2 separate regions of the Mus musculus genome follow, and region 2 is linked to region 1. A link is a contact called in public HiChIP or PLAC-seq data. All regions are on one chromosome and are shown on one strand. The core of a region is the stretch at or near the end of the contact, and the rest is flanking DNA. Distances in the headings are between cores, read along the strand shown.

Region 1 (4,624 bases), core at 538-3,037:
TATGTAGATGATGGTGAGGTTGACAGCGTTGGCCTTGAGCTGGGAGTTCAGAGAAGAGGGAGGCACAGGTAGAGATGATCTGACCTCCAGGAGGATCCTCTGGGTGTGACTGCATGGTGGAAATACACTGATTTCACAGAAGTGGGCTGGCCACGTGGGACTGTGTATTTTGCAAGTGGAATTGCCAGGATTTGTCAGTAGATTATATGTGGTGTAAGAGAAGCTAAGGATAACTAACTCCAGGGGTTTCACTAAGCACCTGCAGGGGTGAAGCGGGAGTTTCGGGGGGTGAAAGTCTACACAAAGAGTACCTCAGTGAAGAGTTAGCGTTGGAGATGTGGATTGCCAGTGTCCATTGGAGTTCTATTAACAGAGTGCAGGGCTAGAGCTGTAGACGGAGGAGATAGTGTGGACATGGAGCTTAAAGCCATTTGGCAGGATGAGGTGGTCCAGGCTGTGTATAACACAGAGACAAAGCCAGGAGAACTCAGATCCTCCAGGGGTTAGAGGAGAAACAGCAGAGGGTCGAGCTGGAGCTCTCTGCGGAAAGCAGGGGTCATTGATGCTCCAAGGGCTCCTGGCAGGAGCAGGTGCGTCCTGGAGGCCAGGGAGGAGCCCCATCTGTAGCTCAGCTGCTGCTGACAGGACAGATATGATAAAGTCTGCAGCGCAGTCATTGACTAAACCAATGTGGAGGTCAGAGGTCACTGGTGATGCTACGAGCCAGTGTGGAGGTCGCAGTGATGCTAAAGCAGCTATTTTGGTGAGATGGAGATGGCAAAAGCTTGGGCGAAGAGAATGTAAGCAGGAAAGACACTTATCAGTGATCGTAAGGAACTCTTCCAACAAAAAGTTGGTTTTTTTTTCCAGACTTGTTATATTTGGAGCTTAATAAAATCACATTTGATATCTATTTGTGTGAGTTTACAATTATTTTTGTCACCTGTTTCAGTTATGCTCTATGTGCACTACGATGAAAAATTGATTTCTTGGGTTGTTTTGTTTTTTTTAACTTAAAAATAAAGCGGATGTCCTAAGAAGGTGCAAACTGTTCTGCCCATTTGACAGATTCAGGGAGCTGGAATACGGAGGATGTGGTCAGGGGCCGATGCAGCTTTGGCGTTTTCCTTTTAAGTGTTGAGGAACAAACAAGACCACTGAATTCTTTTTAGAACTGTTTCTTTATTGAAAAAAAAAAAGACTTTAAAAGTTTTCTTTTATGGGTATGGGCATTTTGTCTGCATATGCGTGTGTACCATGTATTTGTCTGGTATTCAGTGAGTCCAGAAAAGGACATTGGGTCTTAGAACCGGAGTTAGAGCTGTTTGTAAGCTACCATGCTGGTAATGGAAACTGTGCCTGGGTCTTCTGCAAGAATCACTACGGCTTTTAACCACTGAGCCATCTTTCCAGCCCCTCTTTCCTTTTCATGGGCAGTGCTAGTCATCAAACCCAGGCCCTCACACATGCTGGACCGCCGAGCAGCCTGCCTCCCCAACTCTTCCTCTACTTTATTTTGAGACCGTGTCTCTCTAGATTGATCAGGCTGGCCTCAACTTGTGTTTCTCCTGCCTCAGCCTTCAGAGTAGCTAGGTTTAAACACATGTACTACTGCATACAGCCTACCTAGGTTTTTTTCCACCCGCGCTACTCAATGAGTTAAGTCAGTTGCCAAGTTATTGTCTCCTGTTTCTAAATTGAGTATTTATGATGTAACAGGCTTCCTGTTCTGAACTCCTCTCCCCAGTCATCCCTGCATGCACAGAGGATGCTGCCGAGACACTGAGGGAGGTCCTTGCAGCACCAGCTCTAGCCACAGGCACCTTGTGTCACACGCAGTGGCTGGCAGCACTAGCATTCTGAGGTCTCTTGCAGCCAAATACTGCCCAGCAGCTCCTAGCAGCTTCATGGCCCTAGTGAGCTTTGTTGTCATGGCTTTGTCCTGCAAGGCACAGCTCAGATTGCTCAGTATTGTTTGTGTTGTTATTCAATTTAATGTTTATCCTTTATATGCCCCTGCCTGTGACCCTGGAATACTGTCTTAGTTAGGGTTTTACTGCTGCAAACAGACACTATGATCAAGACAACTCTTAATATGAACAACATTTAATTGGGGCTGGCTTACAGGTTCAGGCGTTCAGTCCAGTATCATTATGGTGGAAAGCATGGCAGCATCCAGACAGGCATGGTGGGGGTGGGGAGGGAGCTTAAGAGTTCTACATCCTGTTCTGAAGGCAGTTAGGAGTAGACTGACTTCCAGGAATCTAGGAAGAATGCCTCAAAGCCTACCCCCACCACAACATACTCCTTCCAACAAGGCCATACTTCCTAATAGTGTCACTCCCTGGGCCAAGCATATTCAAACTCTAGTTAGTGCCAGGGAAATGTTAGTGATCTGCATCTCCCCCCCCCCAAGGTGTAACCTGGGGGTGCAGGTCTGTTGGGGGAATAACCTGGAGATGTTGGTCCTGTTAAGAGTGTAACCTGGAGATGCTGGTCTTGTTGAGGATTAGCCTAGAGACTAGAGCTAGGTTTGGGTTTTGTTGGGGAGTAATTTGGAAACTAGTGCTGGGTACCAGGCCTGTTAGTTTACCTGAGTTCAAACTTAGGCCAGGTTCTCTAAAATGGAGTCTGAACTTAAAAGATGTGGCCTCTCAAAACCACCACAAATACAATTTCTTATGTTGTAGTAACCTCCCAACCATGAAATTATTTTTGTTGCTACTTCATAAGTAATTTTGATATTGTTATGATTCATAAATATTTATGTTTTTTTGAAGGTCTTAAGTGACCCCTGTGAAAAGATCATCTGACCCTCAAAGGGGTCAAGACCTACAGGCTGAGAACCACTGCTCTATAGAAAAACATGTTTCGCCACATGCAACTTGTCTTCATGATTGTGTATAGCCTGAACTCAGAAGAACTTTTCTCAGGTAGTTTTTCTTAACTCTCAGAGTATAAACTGTCTGATGCTCTGAATAAAGCTGACTATTGCATGAGACTTTAGTCTGCCTCATTTATTGGCTCTATTCTCCCAAGTCCTACTGCCTCTAGAGAGGTGATAGTTATGAAATGACAAATAATTATCACAATCAAGTTAATATACCCAGAAATTCTTGCAAGATTAAATGACATACCCAGAACAGAGTAAATTTCCAACAAAATTATAAAGCTATCTTAATATATGAAAAAGCCTCTGGAACAAAAACAGTTTTCTCTAAGCCAATTCCCCCCCCCCCCCCAATTAGATGAGAGATGGCATAAGCAAGCAAGGCCACACAAGACTGGTGTACATGCAAAAGCCCTGCAAAAACTAAAGAGCATCTCCTGGGGGGAGGGTGAGCTGTAGCCATGGTAAAGTCAACTCCTGATCATCCTGTATAGAGCTGACTCAATCCTTAAACTGGCCATTTCTTACGTATATGAATTATTCCTTCCACAGTGTAGTTTTTACATAGAGCAATGTTCCTTTCCCCAGGCCCTTTCTGTTGACCTTGATAATGGAGGGTTCTCTGTATGAACTTGACTAAAGCTCTAATCTTTATACAAGGACTGCCAAGGCACAGCTCCTCATAGTTCAATGTAGATATGCAGGCTCTCAAACAGTTACCAGTCTGATGCAGTTCAAGAATATTTTTGTGCATGCAATAGTAAACAATTTGGTTTTGATTTGGGTCTAGAGTCAAGTCTTGTTACATAACCCAGGCTGGACTCAAAACTCTTTTTTTTTTTTTAAAAGATTTATTTAATGTATATGAGTACACTGTAGCCATCTTCAGACATACCAGAAGAGGGCATCAGATCCCATTACAGATGGTTGTGAACCACCATGTGGTTGCTGAGAATTGAACTCAGGACCTCTAGAAGATCACGGTGCTCTTAAGCACTGGGCCATCTCTCCAGCCCCGGCTCAAACTCTTGATCCCCCTGCTCAGGCTCCTAAGTACTAGGATTGCACCATGCCTGTCTAGAGTGAAATGTACTAGAAAATCAGGTTTTTGGACCTGCCAGTAATCTTCCACTTCATCCTTCACTTCTGAATGACAGGAGAGAATGGCACTACCCACCTCCAGTGAACAGTCAAGCGTTTGGACTGAGGGTGTCTTTCCTTCACATCATTAATCACTTTTATGTCCTCTTCATCCAGGAGCCAACTGAGCATCCCGAGCCTGGTGAGGCTGGGCAGTCGGGACACACACTGACCCAGAGCCTTGACAGTGATGGCCTGAATTTGAATGCATTCTGGGATATGCCTGGAAATGTCCAGGTTTTTCAGGTTTGGCAGGTTGTCCAGGACTTGAAAGAAATTTCTGTATCCTTCCTCTGTAATCTTGTGATTCAGTGTAAGGTCTAAGTTCTCAAGTTTTTGGAAGCCTCCCCTGGTTGCTCCCTTGGCTGGAAAGAAAGCAACCAAAATATTATGAAGAAAAAGCCTTGAGCAAAGCTTACAAGGTTATTTGTAAGTAATCTCACACCCACCACCAGTGAAAGCATGAACCACAAGAGCAGGTCCCACTACATAGCTCTGGATAGCCTACAACTCACTTAGATAGCGGAGGCTGGTCTAGAACTCACATCTGCCTACCTGTGCCTTTTGACAGTTGGGATTAAAGGCAGTGTGTCA
Region 2 (4,624 bases), core at 847-3,346, 530 kb after region 1:
TGGTATAAATGTTAGACTAGCCTTCTAGCCCACCTCTTTACTCAGATCACCTCCCTCCTCCCTCTAGGAAACAATGTTACTGGCTTCTGGTATATTGCAGAGATTTGGTGCCTATAAAATGTGTGTATATACACTTTTTATAAAAATAGTAATAGGACTGAGAAAATGGCTATCAGTAAAGTGTTTGCAAAGACAAGACTTCCATTCCCAGAACCCACCTTTTTAAAAAGATAGGTTTGGTGGCAGGCACTTGCTTATTAACTGAGTGCTGAAGAGGTGGAAACAGGTGGCTCTCTAGCTCTGGGGCTAGCCTAGCCTACTTACTTCATGCATTCCAGGCTGAAGTCTTAAAAATAAGGTGTCTTATTTTTTTAAATATTTTATGTCTTAAAAATAAGATGTGAGGTGCCTGAGGAATAGTCTCCAAGGTTGTCCCCTGGCCTCCATGGGCACACACATACTCTGTATTTTAATTTATGAGAGGATTGTATCATCTCAGAAAATACAAACCTCTCAATTATATTTTAGATAAATTTTTACCATCTTAAAATTCAGATTTAATAGCCCAGCATTAGTGGCACATGCCATTAATCCTAGCACTAGGGAGGCAGAGGCAGATGGGCCTCTCAATTTGAGGCCAGACTGGTTTACAAAGCAAGTCCCAGGACAGCCAGGATAAAGAAACCCTGTCACAGAAGAAGAAAAAAAAAATCTGATTTAAGATTTGGTGACTTTGCCGGGCAGTGGTGGCGCACACCTTTAATCCCAGCACTTGGGAGGCAGAGGCAGGCGGATTTCTGAGTTTGAGGCCAGCCTGGTTTACAGAGTGAGTTCCAGGACAGCCAGGGCTACACAGAGAAACCCTGTCTTGAAAACAACAACAACAACAAAAAAAACAAAAAACAAAAAAAAAGATTTGGAGACTTAAATGTAGTCTCGGGGTGTGGCTCAGTGATGGCAAATGTTTAGATGTACAAAACCTGGCTTAGTCACTCACTGTTCTACTGCTGTGAAAAAACACCGTGACCAAGGCAACTTATAAAAGAAAGCATCTGATTGGGAAGTTTGCTTACAGTTTCAGATGGTGAGTCCACGGCCATCATCGTGGGGAGCACCGCTCTGGAACAGTAGCTAAGAGCTTACACCTGACCCACAAGCAGAAGAGAGAGACTGGTCCACCTTCAGTGACACACCCCCTCCACCAAAGTCACACCTCCTAATCGGTCCCAAACCTAGTAGTTCCACTAACCAGAGACTAAGCATTCGAAAAATATAAGCTTATAGGAGCCATTCTCAAACAAACCGTCACAAGCTCACTGTGATTACCAGCACTTCAAAAAAAGACACACTTCACATCTGTTAAAAGAGTTGCTTGTGTGTGCGGTGTATTTGTAGAATAGACGAATGTAAGTACATGTGTGCACGTGTTAATGGACCTTGCAGTTCACACCAGGTGTCTTCTTTTCTCCATCCCCCTACCCGCCCGCCCCCATGCCCAGGAGTCCTGATATATTAGTTTTAATTAATCAATTTTCCGGTGGACATACGTTTGCAGATTTTTACTATCACAAACACATGAGTGATAACATATATTAGTATGCCGGCAGTCTGAAACATGTTTTTTAATGAGCTTTGAATTCACACAGCCACTCCTGGAAGTAGTGCACTAGTTTCAACACAGGTATAGAATCACGTAGCTAGGTGATTGCATGAAGTTTATGAGAAAGACTCCCAAGATAAAATCCGTTCTAAGTCGGATTTTCCTCATGTCTAAGTAACTAAGGACAATACAGACTAGACTGGCTCTAGTCTGCGAAGTTCATTAGTGCCAGAGAAGGATCTGATGTCTATTTCTACCAGAGTAATCTTCAAGCCTGGGAAAGTGTTTGAAAATAACAAAGTCTTCGGTTAAGGGTATTGGCACAGAGAATTAGAACACAACCATTTCAACAAGGTCATGAAGTTGATCCAGTATGGCGGATGGGTTAGTGCGAGGTAGCACCTGTGATAGGAAAGGAGCAGGGGTCGCTCTCCAGGCATTGCCTCCCGCTCCGCCTGTGCTTCAGCGCTCCCTCTGGCCCAGGCTGCCTTCAGGGTTCCTAACCGGGCTTTCTAATGCCGAAAGCCGGTGTTCCGAGATCTACCTCTCCGGGAACCCCAGCTCCGGCACACTTTTCTCTTAGGGGGTTCCTGAAGTCCCAAGGTTGGGACTCATAATTTTCCATGTATTGACGCTCACCTTGCCCCAGTCTGTTCTAAATCTCAGACTTTTATTTGCCCGTCGGTTTGTCCATCCGGCTTTGGAGCTGAAGTTGGAGGAGGGCAGCTAACATCCGGTTGCACGGAGGCACGGATACTGGGCTCAGGAGAGCTGAAGCGCCGCTGGCCCACCCGGACCTGGCGATCCTTTCGGGTCCCCTGCGGTGGTCGTGCAGTCACGTGGCCCGAGGACGCGTGGCGGAGTGGGGTGAGCCTCTGAAGGGGCGCGCGGGCTGCGCAGCGGAAGGTTCGATCCTTGGGACGGATGCGCAGAGTGCCAGCGTCAGGCCAGGACACCGGGAACCCGCGGTGGGGAGGGTATGGAGCCGAGCTGCCCAGGAGTGGAAACTGCAGGTGGTGGTCAGACTAGCAATAGGGCTCCTTTCCCCACATAGAGCCAGCCATTAATGGTCTGACACCGAAGAATACCGATTTCAAAAACTCTGTTTCTGTCTTTTCTTGCTATTATTTAACTATTAGTTTTGAGCCATAAAGCTGTAACGCACTAAATGCTATGCAATATCCTGGTTTCAATATCTTGAAACAAAAAGGAACGAACAAAAGCCCTCGAGAAAAACAGGAAATCTACGGAAGTGTGTGGTTTAGTTTAACCTGCGCTGGTGTCTTTGTCTCAATTTTTGATAAATGTACCCTGATGCTAACTTTAGAGGAATTTAAGTGACGGGCATAGAGGTCTAAATCTTTGCAACTTATTGTAAATCTAAAATTATTCTAAAGCTAAAAGTTAATATATACAGCCCACAGCAAAGAGAAGCGGCTCATGGTTCACCAAGGAGGGTTTATGTTAGTTTTTTCCCCACCAAGCCGGACAGGACAGGAAGTAGGTAGCTGTTTGATCAACTTGTTTGCTAAAAGCAAAGTTGTCAGGCTGGTGGGGGTAGATCCTGCTGCCTAAGTTTTTCCCTTTGGAATGTGTCCTCTCTCATTTCGCTTCAACAAATATCTTGGAGAATCTGTTAGATGTGAGCAAATGAGACATACCTTTATTGGAGCCATGGAATGTGTTAGGGTAAGAGAGGGACATCCTTAGATCTGTTTAAAAAGTATTGACTCAGCACGGTGTGTAGGGTGGCTCTGTTGGTTCAGGCCAGAAGTTATCATAAATTCAACTAGGAAATTCAAGTGCAAAGGATATGATTTGGGGAGATATTTGTGAGACTTGAAGACTTGGGGATTAAAGGCATGTGAGGATCAAAGAGAAAGGGGGAAATTGATTCCAAATTTACTTGATGCTTTTGAAACATAGATGACACATTTGACAAAATAGAGAACCCTAGAAGAGACCCGGATTGGGAGTGGGGAAAGAAACGAACTTGGTTTCAGTTGTATTAGGATTGTAGGCAGAATGTCCGGCTGGAAACGTGTGTTTAAGAGTGGTAACAGTGGAAGGCAGCCTATCCAGGAGGAGCCAGAAGAGAAGGAGCCTTGGAAGGCACAGAGGTGGCCCTCCTGGCAAAAGGGCAGGAGCTGCTTTGTTGCTTGGTTGAGAAGCCCTGGTGTCCCAGAGAGCAGATGTGGGAAGTTAAAGTGTCAGAGCTCCTACAGAGGCTTTGGGGGTGGGGCTAAATCTTGGCGTTAGCAATCAGCAGGTCACTATTTTTCAGTTATTTTAGTGAAAAATAGGAATATTGCTGACAGTCTATTCATGCTTGCCCTTCCCCAAGTGTCCAGAGGACCAGACAGGGATGGATATGATTTCTAGTCCTGGCTATACTGACCGGTTATCTGTGTTATTTGGGCAAGTCATGTATTCTTGGATTAGGAAAAATATCTCTCAACAAAATCAAAAGAACCCTTTTATGTCTAGAAATATTAATAGGGTGGAGGAATGTTCCATGGAATATGCTTTGCAAAATGCTGATACATAAACAGAAGTTTAATACTCTAAAAAATTTTTTTTTTAATTTATATGTTGTAATCTCACTTAAAAAGTAGATAAACTGGTACACAAATTCTTCCCTTTCCTGAGGGGATGCGATCTTACTATGTCGCCCAGGTTGGTCTCAGCTGGTATTCTTCTTCAGCCTCTTGAGTGCCTTGTCATATATACCACCAAGTCTGCTTAATAGTGAAATTCAACGTATTTATTTGATTACTGTAGCTGAGAATGAGAAGAAGCCAGAAGATTAGAGCAAACTGCCAGAGTCAGTTTGAGGCCAAGCAGAACAAATCAGGGAGAAGCTGAGAGAAGCCAGATTGAATCAGTCAGTTTGGAGAGGAGTTTGAGCCAGAACTGACTTGGATCAGGCAGCAAGAGTTCAGAAAGAACTAGGAAAGGTGAGCATAGTCAGCAGTAAGTCTCCAAGATGACAATTACATCTGCCAAATAAAAGAGAGATTTACA

What was found. HiChIP or PLAC-seq counts read pairs in DNA pulled down with a chosen protein or histone mark.
Region 2: a contact with region 1 is called in an H3K4me3 HiChIP or PLAC-seq map of bone marrow-derived macrophages, with 2.7 times the contacts expected there. The contact joins the promoter of Ccdc125 here to the enhancer-like site in region 1. A contact is called at or near these places in 1 of 39 promoter capture datasets (pre-B cells), 2 of 115 datasets of contacts at active chromatin or transcription factors (bone marrow-derived macrophages and large pre-B cells) and 3 of 9 other capture datasets (adipose tissue, macrophages and pancreatic islet).

The regions. Positions count from the first base shown.
Region 1 is chr13:100,140,329-100,144,952 of GRCm38.p6, forward strand. It overlaps Naip2 (NLR family, apoptosis inhibitory protein 2), which reads right to left. Exons shown (of 16, transcript NM_001126182.2): 16 at 3,735-4,395. The coding sequence ends at 4,031. Among named protein-coding and RNA genes, the nearest start is that of Smn1, 18 kb to the left of the region's middle. Within about 2 kb of position 1,788, at least 10 of the 459 cell types and tissues checked have an H3K27ac peak or open chromatin away from gene starts, as enhancers often do. A contact at or near this core is called in bone marrow-derived macrophages, where this site is marked.
Region 2 is chr13:100,667,385-100,672,008 of GRCm38.p6, forward strand. Ccdc125 (coiled-coil domain containing 125) reads left to right here and starts at 2,097. Exons shown (of 12, transcript NM_183115.5): 1 at 2,097-2,467.